2 separate regions of the Mus musculus genome follow, and region 1 is linked to region 2. A link is a contact called in public HiChIP or PLAC-seq data. All regions are on one chromosome and are shown on one strand. Each heading gives the region's core, a stretch centred on a gene start, on an enhancer-like site or on the middle of the called end of the contact. The rest is flanking DNA. Distances are from core to core; before and after follow the strand shown. Region 1 has its middle 17 kb from the start of Gm24348. Region 2 holds the start of Aoc1 (amine oxidase, copper-containing 1).

What was found. HiChIP or PLAC-seq counts read pairs in DNA pulled down with a chosen protein or histone mark.
Region 1: an H3K27ac HiChIP or PLAC-seq map of the HPC-7 cell line shows a contact between it and region 2, with 6 times the contacts expected there. The contact joins the enhancer-like site here to the promoter of Aoc1 in region 2. A contact is called at or near these places in 8 of 39 promoter capture datasets (the 3T3-L1 cell line, 3T3-L1-derived adipocytes, the HPC-7 cell line and 5 more), 4 of 484 Hi-C or Micro-C datasets (the HPC-7 cell line, granulocyte-monocyte progenitors, nephron progenitors and 1 more), 3 of 115 datasets of contacts at active chromatin or transcription factors (the HPC-7 cell line, embryonic stem cells and kidney) and 3 of 9 other capture datasets (liver, macrophages and pancreatic islet).

The regions. Positions count from the first base shown.
Region 1 is chr6:48,949,014-48,954,379 of GRCm38.p6, forward strand. No RefSeq gene overlaps it. Among named protein-coding and RNA genes, the nearest start is that of Gm24348, 17 kb to the left of the region's middle. Within about 2 kb of position 2,833, at least 14 of the 459 cell types and tissues checked have an H3K27ac peak or open chromatin away from gene starts, as enhancers often do. A contact at or near this core is called in the HPC-7 cell line, where this site is marked.
Region 2 is chr6:48,892,709-48,898,293 of GRCm38.p6, forward strand. Aoc1 (amine oxidase, copper-containing 1) reads left to right here and starts at 2,547. Exons shown (of 5, transcript NM_029638.2): 1 at 2,547-2,590. The region is part of intron 1 of Gm44764 (a long non-coding RNA gene); the gene reads right to left.

The DNA.
Region 1 (5,366 bases), core at 1,583-4,082, 57 kb after region 2:
CTCTTGACAAAAGGCAGGTCATCCTGACAAAAAAAGAAATAAGGAAACTCTGGGGTTAAATGACATCATAAATCAAATGGATCTAAATGACACCTACAGAAAACCTCATCCAAAGACCAAAGAATACACACTCTTCTCAGCAGCCATGGAACTTTCTCTAAAATAAACCACATATTGCGACACAAAACAAGTCTCGACAAGTACAGGAAGACTGAAATAAAGCCAGGCATTCTATCAGACCACAAAGGAATAAAGCTGGATATCAGCAAGAACATTAACAGCAGAAAGTACACAGACTATTGAAAACTAAACAACACACTGCTAAGTGAAAATTGGGTCAAGGAAAAAATCAAGAGGGAATTTTTCAAATCCCTAGAATTGTATGAAAATGAAAATACAACATAACAAAATCTACAGCATACAATGAAGGCAATCCTAAGAGGGAAGTTTATAACAATAAATGCCTGCATCAAAAGGCTGATGAGATTCCGTATTCATAACTTAATGATGGGCAACCTTCACATGGCTTCCCTAAGGCACGTTTCTGCACACAAAAACTGCATGGCAACATCCACACACACCTAATGCATTACTGCATCGACCTGGATGGGGTGGGGCAGCTGATGCTCAACACAGACTTCTCCAGGCATTTAGCTGCTTCTCATTATCATCTTCATTGCACAGAGACCAGAGGGATAGGACTCTGAACAAACCAAGGTTATCGTTTCAACCTTCTACTAGGCAACATAAAACATGTGCCCCTGAGAATTGTTGGCAGCAAACTTAGCCCTAGGGTAACCCTGTATGTGGGGGTGAGAGTGTGCCCTAGCCTTGGCTTGATATGTATGTGATAAAGACTCAGTCAGTGCCTGTGAGGATAAGATCCTGCTGTCTAGCACATTAAGATACTTTCCAATAACATCTAGGATGATTGGTGTATTGCTTGAATAAATATGTCAGCTCAGAAGAATGGCATGGGTGTGATTTTGGAATCAGATCCACTAATAGAACAAGGCCACCAAGACCACATCTAATAAACTCCAGGCCTGTGGCAACATGGCTGCCCCTTCTCCAATGTTAAAAACACTCTAGCAAACACCCTAGAGTACAGCTCTCTAGCAGACAGCCAAAGTTCGCCCTAAAACATCCACAGTTGGCAGGAGTGACCCATACACTGTCCCCTATCGTTCTGTTTGGGGATCTGTTGCACCTCCCACCCACACTGCTAATGCAATCTCTGCCCAAGCAGTGCTTCTCCCTAGAAGCTGTCCACAGTGTGGTCTGCATTGGAGACATTCTGGAATAGAGAAACACTTGACTCCTGCCCTCCATTTTCCCCCATGTCTCTACAGCTTCCAGACACTGAAGAGGAGACAGACCACCACCAACCCCAGGAGCCTGAGATACCAAATCGTGCAACACACACTGGAGCAGACACAGTGTCCTAGGAACACTGGGTGGTTTTCTACTTCAAACAGATTCTGCCAAGCACCTGCTCTTTAGCAGCTCCAACGAGAGCCCTGAAGCCACTGAAGCAACTGCTGCCTAAAGATTAGTTTCAAAGCCAGGCAGATGCTGTCCTAAGGCTGGAAGGAGTCAGCTGCCACCTGGACCAGGTGGGAAGGCCCAGAGAGGAAGGATAGAATGCCTGAAGGTTCTCCTGTTATTGTATGTGTCTATATGTCCTTCCACCCTCCAGTCTTGTACATGTCCGTATGTACATCTGGTCATATGTCACCATGCACTCAAGGATGGGATGGAATCACTCATGGACATTCTGGCCCTCGGATGGCAGATTATGATGAGAAGCCTTCCAAATGCCTGGCAGTTAATCATTCCTGAGCAAGAGGCAACTTTCACATCCTTGGCCCACAGTATGTTTCATGAAAAGTGCTAACAGGCAATCCCATGCCCAGAGCCACTCGGCTTCTTCGCTTCCAAGCAGATACCACTGGCATTGGCCAAATATTAGGAATTCAATTGAGGCAGCAACAGCACCTACAACCCGAGACAATTCCTGGGATGCTTTTCTGTCCATCCTTGACTGTGATCACCAGGGCCAGGAGATACACAGAAAAAAGAGCTGAGGCTCCCATAGCTCACCAGCTCACCAGGAGATGGGGCAGGCATAATTTCACTATTGTCAAGTGATGCTCACTCTTCTACAGACTCAGTAGCAAAGTGCTGGGGGGCAGGGATGGGGGGCAGGCAGGGAGTAGGAAGTGACCATCAGGTCCAAGACAAAAAGGGTCTTTCATCTGCACCACACACACACCAAGGGTTCAGGGCTCATTATGGATGAGAGGGTAAAAAAAGTTTAAGAGCCAGTGAATGAACACAAGGACATAGTGTCTTCTGGATGCAGCAGGGCAGCTGCATAGACAAACTCAGAGTTGTGATAGTGTGCACAAGTCCTGTGCAAGCTCAAGTCAGACCAAATGCCAGCATGGAGAGGAAAGGTAAGCATGAAATTCTGCTCCTAGCTGAGAAATTATTGGCAACTGAAAGCCTCGGGGAGGGAGTTTTTGTTTGCCTTTTAATACTAATGTTGCCACTCACATGTCAGTGGTTAGGTCAGACAGGGCTGAAGGCTCACTCACCAGGAGGGAAACCATGCCTGGTGCTGGAAACCTAGCCAGCTTCCTGTGACGAGTGAGGTCATAGATGCTAGGGAAGAGTCTATTACCGCCACTCCGAAAGACCAGCATAATCCCTTACTAAATTCTAAATCTTATCAGTATCCCCAGAGACAAATGTAACTACCACCCTTCCTCTTTTTACAGCCAATGGAGACCACCACAGAACACCACAGCTAACACAATGCAGAACTCCATGGACCATGCGAAGCCCAACCCCAACAGACACAGCCGCATCACCGCTACTGAACATACAGCTCAGAGAACATGACAGAGAGAAGAGGAAGAAATATTTTAAGGCCCAAACTACCAGGAAGTCTGCTGTAAAATAGTCTCTCCTACAAATGGGGGCATAAACAAGACTAGAATAATACAATATCAATGGATGTGTTAACTTGGAAGAGGGAAAATTTGGGGGGTGGTCCCACCTCAAGACAAAGAACTATAGACACTAATAAATGCTGAGAGAAGGAGAATTAGCCTCTCTCAAGGACAAGGCCCCTTTGGTTGCCCAATGCAGAGTAGTCAGCCTTGATATATATACATGATATATATATATGTATGTATGTATATATATATATATATATATATATATATATATATATATATACATGATATATATATGTATGTGTATATATATATACATGATATGTATATATATATATGTATGTATGTATGTATGTATGTATATATATGTATGTATATATACATGATATGTTCCTGAGATGCTTTTCTGTCCATCCTTGATGATGTATATATATATCACATGTGTATTCTTTTGTTTTGAGAGAGAGGGGTGAACATCACCAAAAGTGAGTGTAGGAAATTTTCAAAACACAAATTTAAAAATAAAGACTAAAGAATAATTAAGAGGAAAGGCCCTTGCTGAAGCCAGGTCTTAATTGATTTTGAATAGGGACCGAGGTTATGAACTTGGCATGGAGAGCCAAGTGGGGAAAGTTCTCCGAAGAGAAGAATCCAGAAGGAAAATAGTCTTATATGAGTACATTGAGTGCGAGGTATGTTATGCAGAAACACCTTTGGCATCTCCAAGGCTCAGGTCCTGTGGCCCAGCTCCTTGCTGGGATCTCTGGAAAGCAACTTCGCCTCCCTTTGCTTGACTCTTACTCTGAAAGCCATTATTGGGTGAAATGCACCCAAGTATATAGTCTTGTCCCCAGTGTTAGGAGGTGAAAGACACACACCAGACAGAGCTCTGAGCCATCTCTGTGTCTGTCTCAACAAGAGAAAGAGTATTCTCCACATTTCTCCTAAGGGCTACATTCATGTAGGCAAGGTAGTTAATTCCCTATGACAGCAAAGGCTCCTCAGACTCCTTCCACCTACTCACAGCCAGGACTTAAGCAAGGCCTCAGGACCCCGCCCCCTCTGCAGCTGTGAGGACTTGAGCTAAAGACATAGAGAGATATTTGAGTGAAATTCCAACGACCAGTAGAAACCTCTAGCATCAGCCATGAGAAAGACAGCTCCTTTGTTCAGGAATGGCACCATGTGAGGCTCCTCATGGGGTCTAGAACCATCCAGTACAGTTGAGATCTGGAGAAGCCAGGACTAATGACAGTGACAGCAGTCAGCATGTGTGAAGGGCTGAGGCCTCTCAGTGACTCTGCACACTGCAGGGTCCACCACCCCGAATTCCAACCACAGCTACGAGGGTGCATAAAGAAGCAGCCATCAGGGACTCTGAGCACCGATCAACTCTACCATGCTTGCTTGCACACACAGTGCATGGCTGATAATTTGAGGACAGGGCAGGAGGGTGAAAACCTTGGCCAAGCTTTCCCTGAATCTGGAAAGGACGAAGGTCAAACCTGACATGCTTATCTAGCCTTGGTAGGAAAGAGATCCCAAACTTGAATGCACTGTTGCACGGCCAGAGAAGGCTGTCAGGGCAGGATTCTCCATATCCTTGCTTCATACCATCTACAGTACTCAAAATCTCTGATGTGCTGTGGTCCAGACAGTATCATTGGGGTTCACTTTAAAAAGAAGTGTAGCTGGGCATGGTGGTTCATGCCTTTAATTCAGCACTCAGAAAGCAGAGGCAGGTGAATCTCTGTGAGTTTGAGGCCAGCCTGGTCTACAAAATGAGTGCCAGGGCAACCTGGGATAGCCAGAGAAACTTTGTCTTGAAAAAAAAAACACATACATACATGCATATATACATACATACATACATACATACATACATACAAGCATTGCCACCACACTGCTCCTGGAAGACCAGCATTGTCCTGAGCCTGTTGTATTTCTGTTACCTTGCTTCTCTCCACACTCACAGGATATGCATGCTGCTGTTGTCATTATATTTTACCATCGAGCTAATAGAGGCTCAGATTGTTTAACACAACCAAGATAACCAGGTTGTCCTTGGTGGTGTGATTTCCCAGAACTTGAACCCAGGCAGCTTAACCCCAGAGCCTGAATTTGAGCAAATACACTAACATTCAAAATACATCCCCTTGAAAGGGAATTTGTATCATAAAGGCACCCTTTTCTGTTGGCCCAGCGCTCTGTCGGTAGCTCTAGATAACTAAGCCTTGGGTTGCTGTGACTTCAGATGGCTGAAGAATGTTCCCCACTGAGATGACACCAGAAGAAGTGGGGAAATGGAAGAGTTTATGTAAATCAGATTTCACAGATGAGGGGAAGAAGTAAGTACGTGCTCAGCACTGGGAACCGAGGTGGCAACCCAGCTACTCTCGCTCT
Region 2 (5,585 bases), core at 1,297-3,796:
TGAAATACACCAGCCACTTAAATATGGAAGTCAAAAAGTTGCTCATTGATCTCATAAGAAAAGAGACTAGAGCTGGGTGTGATGTCACATGCCTTTAATCCTAGCCCTTGGGAGGCAGAAGTAGGTGGCTCTCTGTGAGTGTGAGGCCACCCTGACCTATAGAGGAGTTCTAGGCCAGCTAGGGCTACATAGTGAGACCCTGTCTTTCCAACACCATTAGAGAGATTATTGGTGAAGAGCCTAGGAAGGGGTGAAATATAGAGAGGGGAGGACTGGTGTGTTTAAAGATTGCAGTTGGGTAAGTGGAATAACATTCCATATTTCATAGCACAGCGTGAAGTCAGTAGTTAACATCAGTAAATTATTCCCAAACAGCAGAGAGGAGTTTGAACCTGTCCTTACAATGATGTGCACGTTTCTGGTGACTGACACGGACAAGGTCTTCTCTTCAGATGAATATCTACTCAAATACTTGCCCCTTTTAAATGAAAACACACTTTGTTTTTTAATTCTGGGTATATGTGTTAGGGGAGGGCAGATTCTCATGAGTGCAGAAGCCCAAGGAGGCCAGAGGCTTCTGATTGTCTGGAGCTGGAAATCCAGGCAGCCTAGATGCTCACAAAAGCAGTGCTTTCTCTTAGCCATCAAGCCCCTCTCTAGCCCCACTTGCCCATTTCAGATAGAATTATCCATTCTTCTTCCATTGCTGCTGCCATCCTCCGTATCTGTTGTATCCACCAGGTTTTTGTGCTTTGGGCTCATTGCTAAGGCTCCCATATCAAACCAAGAGTTAAGAAGATTTACTCTCTGCCTTCTTCTAATAGTTTTATGCTCCTAACTTTATATTTAGGTTTTGATCCATTTCAAGTTCACATTGGTGTGTGTGAGGTACATGTACATGACTGTATGTGACTGTATGTAGCTGTATGTGACTCTTTCCAGCACTTATAACCTATGCAAGTATCTTCTGCCACCAACTATTTTTCTTTTCTTTTTTTTTTTTAAAGATTTATTTATTTAATATATGTAAGTACACTGTAGCTGTCTTCAGACACACCAGAAGAGGGAGTCAGATCTTGTTAGGGATGGTTGTGAGTCACCATGTGGTTGCTGGGATTTGAACTAAGGACCTTTGGAAGAGTAGTCGGGTGCTCTTACCTGCTGAGCCATCTCACCAGCCCCTATTTTTCTTTATAGAAGTAAAAGAGATTAGACTTTCCACAGTTGGGTTGTTCCTGGAACCGTCTTCTGGTCCAACCCACTTAGTTCTCCATGGAATTGTTGATCTCACAAAGGAGAATTCCCAACTCTAAAGACAGACACTTTAATTTTCACTGTAGCCAACACCGTTGTGGCAGTTATAGCTAATCCCACTCAAAGTCTCTATGTTGAGTCAACTGTGCTCTCCTTTCTTTATCTGGTTGCCAACAGATTCTGAAATGATTTGCAAATGAACCACCAGAAAGGAGAGTGACAAGGCCCACAATACTCACATAAACACAATCGTCCCATAGCCACAACTTTTGGCGTTTCCTAATACTGCCAGGATCCCAGGGTGCTGGAAAATCTGTTTTCATTAAGCTCAACTAGGAGTTTCTCTCTTCAAATGCCTCCCTCTCTGATTCCAAGTTCTCTATACACAGCAGTTCTCTTTTTCTCTGTGGGTGACTGTCCTTATCAGCCCCACTTTACCAGGGTCCGCTTCCTGTTAAGAACTGACTAGAAGCTCACTTTACTGCAAATGGAAACGATCACAGGAAGCCACAACTGGACACAATGCAGAAATCAATAGACTGTGCAAAGCTCTAACAGATACATCAACATCACAGCTCCCACATCTGTGGCTTGGGGACCATCACAGAAGAGGAGGCAGGAAGATTCTAAGAGCCAGAAAACCAGGAAGCCTGATGTAAAACAATCTCTCCTAGAAATGGCTGCATAAACAAGGCCAGAACAATTAGTAGACACTCTAATGTGGAAGGCGGAAAGTTTCACAGGGTCCCACCCTGAAACAAAGAATTATTAGTTTTATAGATAACCATAATAATTGCTGACAGAGGGAGAATTAGAGTCTATCAATTTGAGAGCTTGGATAAATGAGAGGGGTTTAAGGGAGAATACCTGGAAGGTACCAAAGGGAGGAAGGGAAGGGGCAAAATTATGTCACTCTATTTTAATTTAAAGTGTGTGTGTGTGTGTGTGTGTGTGTGTGTGTGTATCCATAAATAAATAACTGAAAAAACTGGCTAGTAAATGTCTTCATAGTGTCTGAACATGACTCTATGTTAATACATTATGATATTACACAGTATGTAACAGAGAAAGCCAAGCATAGTTCTTGCGAAAGGTGGCCACCTATTAAAGGGGAAATTACAGGGAAATGGTCCAAGGGCACTTGTACCTCAGCCAGCAGCACCCTAGCACCTGTCCAGGGAGGATCCCCATGGGCTATAGGTCCCCAGCTAGGTTGACCCATATCTCACCCTGTCCCTCCCTGTGGGGTGGGGTTCAGTATCTTTAAGAAGACTTCTTGTGTCAGTGGCCAGGAACAAAGTCTGGGAGCTGGGGAGCGACGGAGCAGAGCACACAGGTGGGTTCTGATGGAACACCAAACAGGTAGTCAGGAGAAGGAGCAAAAGCGAGGTGACAGGGTACAGTGTGAGGAGTAGGGGGCAGGATGACAGACAGGGAGGAGATCCAGGAAGCTCAAGAGCCTCGAAGGAGCTTCAGAAGGCCATCACAGGCAACTCCAGGGTGAGAGAAGAGGGCCCTGTGAGAGGGTGGCTGGCATTCCCTGCATTGGGAACTGGAAGGGTCAACCAGTGGCTACCAAGTCCTCCCTTTGCCTCTATGGCTCTGCCGAAGTTTTCTCCTCCACACTGCCCATGTGACTTCACAAGAGAGGATTCTAAATGTCTGCAGCATTGCCTTCCTACTGGCTAAAGCCGAAACACATTTGGAGATAAGAGATTATAAAGAGGGAAGCCAGGCATAGAGGGCAGGAAAACACTAGGAACACACAATACTTACATTAAGATTCCAGCCCCACCTTCTGAAAAGCTAGTAAAGATAAGTGGTTGGTGGGGGTTTGCGTGGGAGAGGAATATAAAGTGCTGGGAGAATTTGGGAGTAAGGACAACAGACTATTATTACCTAACACTGTGGTGGTGTGTTGTGTGTCATCTACATCTCCTCCCTGTTGTTAATATAAAAAAGAAAAGGCTGGGCTGAGGCATAAAATTTATTTATGCTCTATAGTTCTGCCTGAAGTCTTAGGACCTAATGAAGAAACCTGTCTCAGTGGGACTTCCTAACTTTTCTTATGGTAAACCTTATCTGGATAAAACTGCCCTTTCTGCTCTAGTAAATAAACATCTAGCAGACTAGCCCTGAGCTGTTGGCTCCATCTTTTATAACGTTAATTAGTTACTGAATAGGTAACTTCCTAGTTGAACTTTTACTGAATACCAAGTAGTCAGCTACACAGTCTTTCTAGGGCTTTGGAAAACTGGTGAAGACTGACTGTACGAATTTGAAAGGCACTTTATTATGATAACACTGAAGGAGAGTAGTGGATTTTCCTCCGCAGCCTTGGATGACAGGCGGGGAACAGAGAGGAGGGGGTGACGACTGGCTCCATAGTACAAGGCCATTTGGCTTGTTAGGGTGGGAGGCTGTGAAGGGCTTGCCCTTCTCACGGTATGGTCTCCAACCTCTCTCCCCCCTATGAATTAAGCTTAATTAAGGCCACGCTTAACTGAGGTGATCAAATGATTGTCTCATCCTTGGATGAATGGGCTTTAACCATGGCTGGGGGGATATTGACCCGATTTTTTCCCATGGTATCTTTTGGGGAGGGGAGGCAGAGCCTTAGAAAGATATTCTTGGTTGTAACTGGAACTAGATACCAACCTCTAGCTAAACCGGGTGTATCTCTCAGGGAACCCAGAAATGGTCAAGTTGGACCTTCCCCTGCAGTGAAATTTTTTGCACCCACGCTGGTGTCCATACTGTATTTGTATTATTACGAATCAGCATGCACAGTTTTGAGTACTGTGCAGCTCCCAAGGGAGAATTGTCAACCTCAGATTTAGCAAGCCCTCAACAAGAATTATGTCACTAGTAACACCACAATTTGTGGCTGTAGGCTATATGAGGAGCTGGAGGTCACTCTCCTCATCTCTGTTATTTCCACAGCCTGAGGAAGTAAGGGGACCTTGCAAAAACAGCAAGGATGGAAAACCAAAGACCAGCTAAGGGACTAAGCCTGTCTATCAGAATAAAAACCAATTTTTTTAATATTTAAATTTTTCACCTTTCTAGCCCTAGTAGCAAACCTAATCACAAATCAGACCGAAAGCCACAATACATGCTGGCACGTCTTTAGAATGAAAATAGTAGCTGCCACCTGTACGCTCTTGGGGGCTGGGATGCATGCCCGCTGCAGTCAGGCTGGAGGGTGTTGATTGACCTGCTTGAAAAAACGAGATCCAGACAATGAGAAAGTAGCAATGCAAAGCTTCTTTTGGGGAAGTCCAGGTGCTTTACTCAGTTGCAAATTAGCAAGGCTCCAGCTCAGCCTCTGGTCTCCTGTGGAAGAGCTGGCTTTGAGAGTTGCAAGAAAACAGCTTTTCTGGGAGCCTGTGTTTCCAACTGATTTTTAGGCAAAAGAGGAATTTTAGCCCTCAGAGTGATACTTACAAGAAGATTTAGGATCTGTGTTCAGCTGATGAGTTAATCTCTCAGGCAGCCATCTCGCTCCATCTTCTTCTCGTGAAAAAACACAGATTCCCCAGATTAGAACCGGATCTGGACCCTTGCATTCATTAGTTAGTGGGTCCTTCCATTTTACCAATGCATAAGAATTAGAAGTAACTGTATGCCAGTGGTGATCTGCTGTAGACTGACCTTTAATATCAGTTTACAAAAAATTTAGAACAAATAAAGCAAAGGCAAAATGTGCCTTTGGTGACCTTGGGGGAATAACTGCCCCTGTTTTGTCTTAAAAAACCAATTTTTTTTAGGTGCGATGAGGACGTTTAACTATTTCTTGTCCCATGAGGTTATAAGGAATTCCAGTTTTATGTTTGATACTGAATTCTTTACAGAATGAAATAAAATTTTTACTAGAATAGGATGGCCCATTATCTGTCTTAATAAGCTTAGGCAATCCCATGGCATTAAAGGCTTGTAGGCAATGATCAATTACGTTTTTAGAAGCCTCTCTTGTATGTAGAGAAGCAAAAAGAAATCCTGAACAAGTATCGATACAAACATGTATATATTTTAATTTTTCAAATTTCGCATAATGGGTTCTATCCATTTTCCAAATATGATTAGGCATACGATCTCTAGGATTGACTCCTAAATGTGGCACTAGAGATAATGTAATACATTTAGGACATTGTTTTACAATCATTCTCACTTGCTCCTTAGTGATCTTATGTCGGAGCCTTAAGGTATGGCTAGAGAGATGAAACCTTTCATGATCACGTTTGGCCAAAGCAACAGGATCCGAAATTAAGGCTTCTCCTATTAGAGCTCTGTCAATGCAATTATTGCCTTTAGCTAAAGGTCTAGGAAGA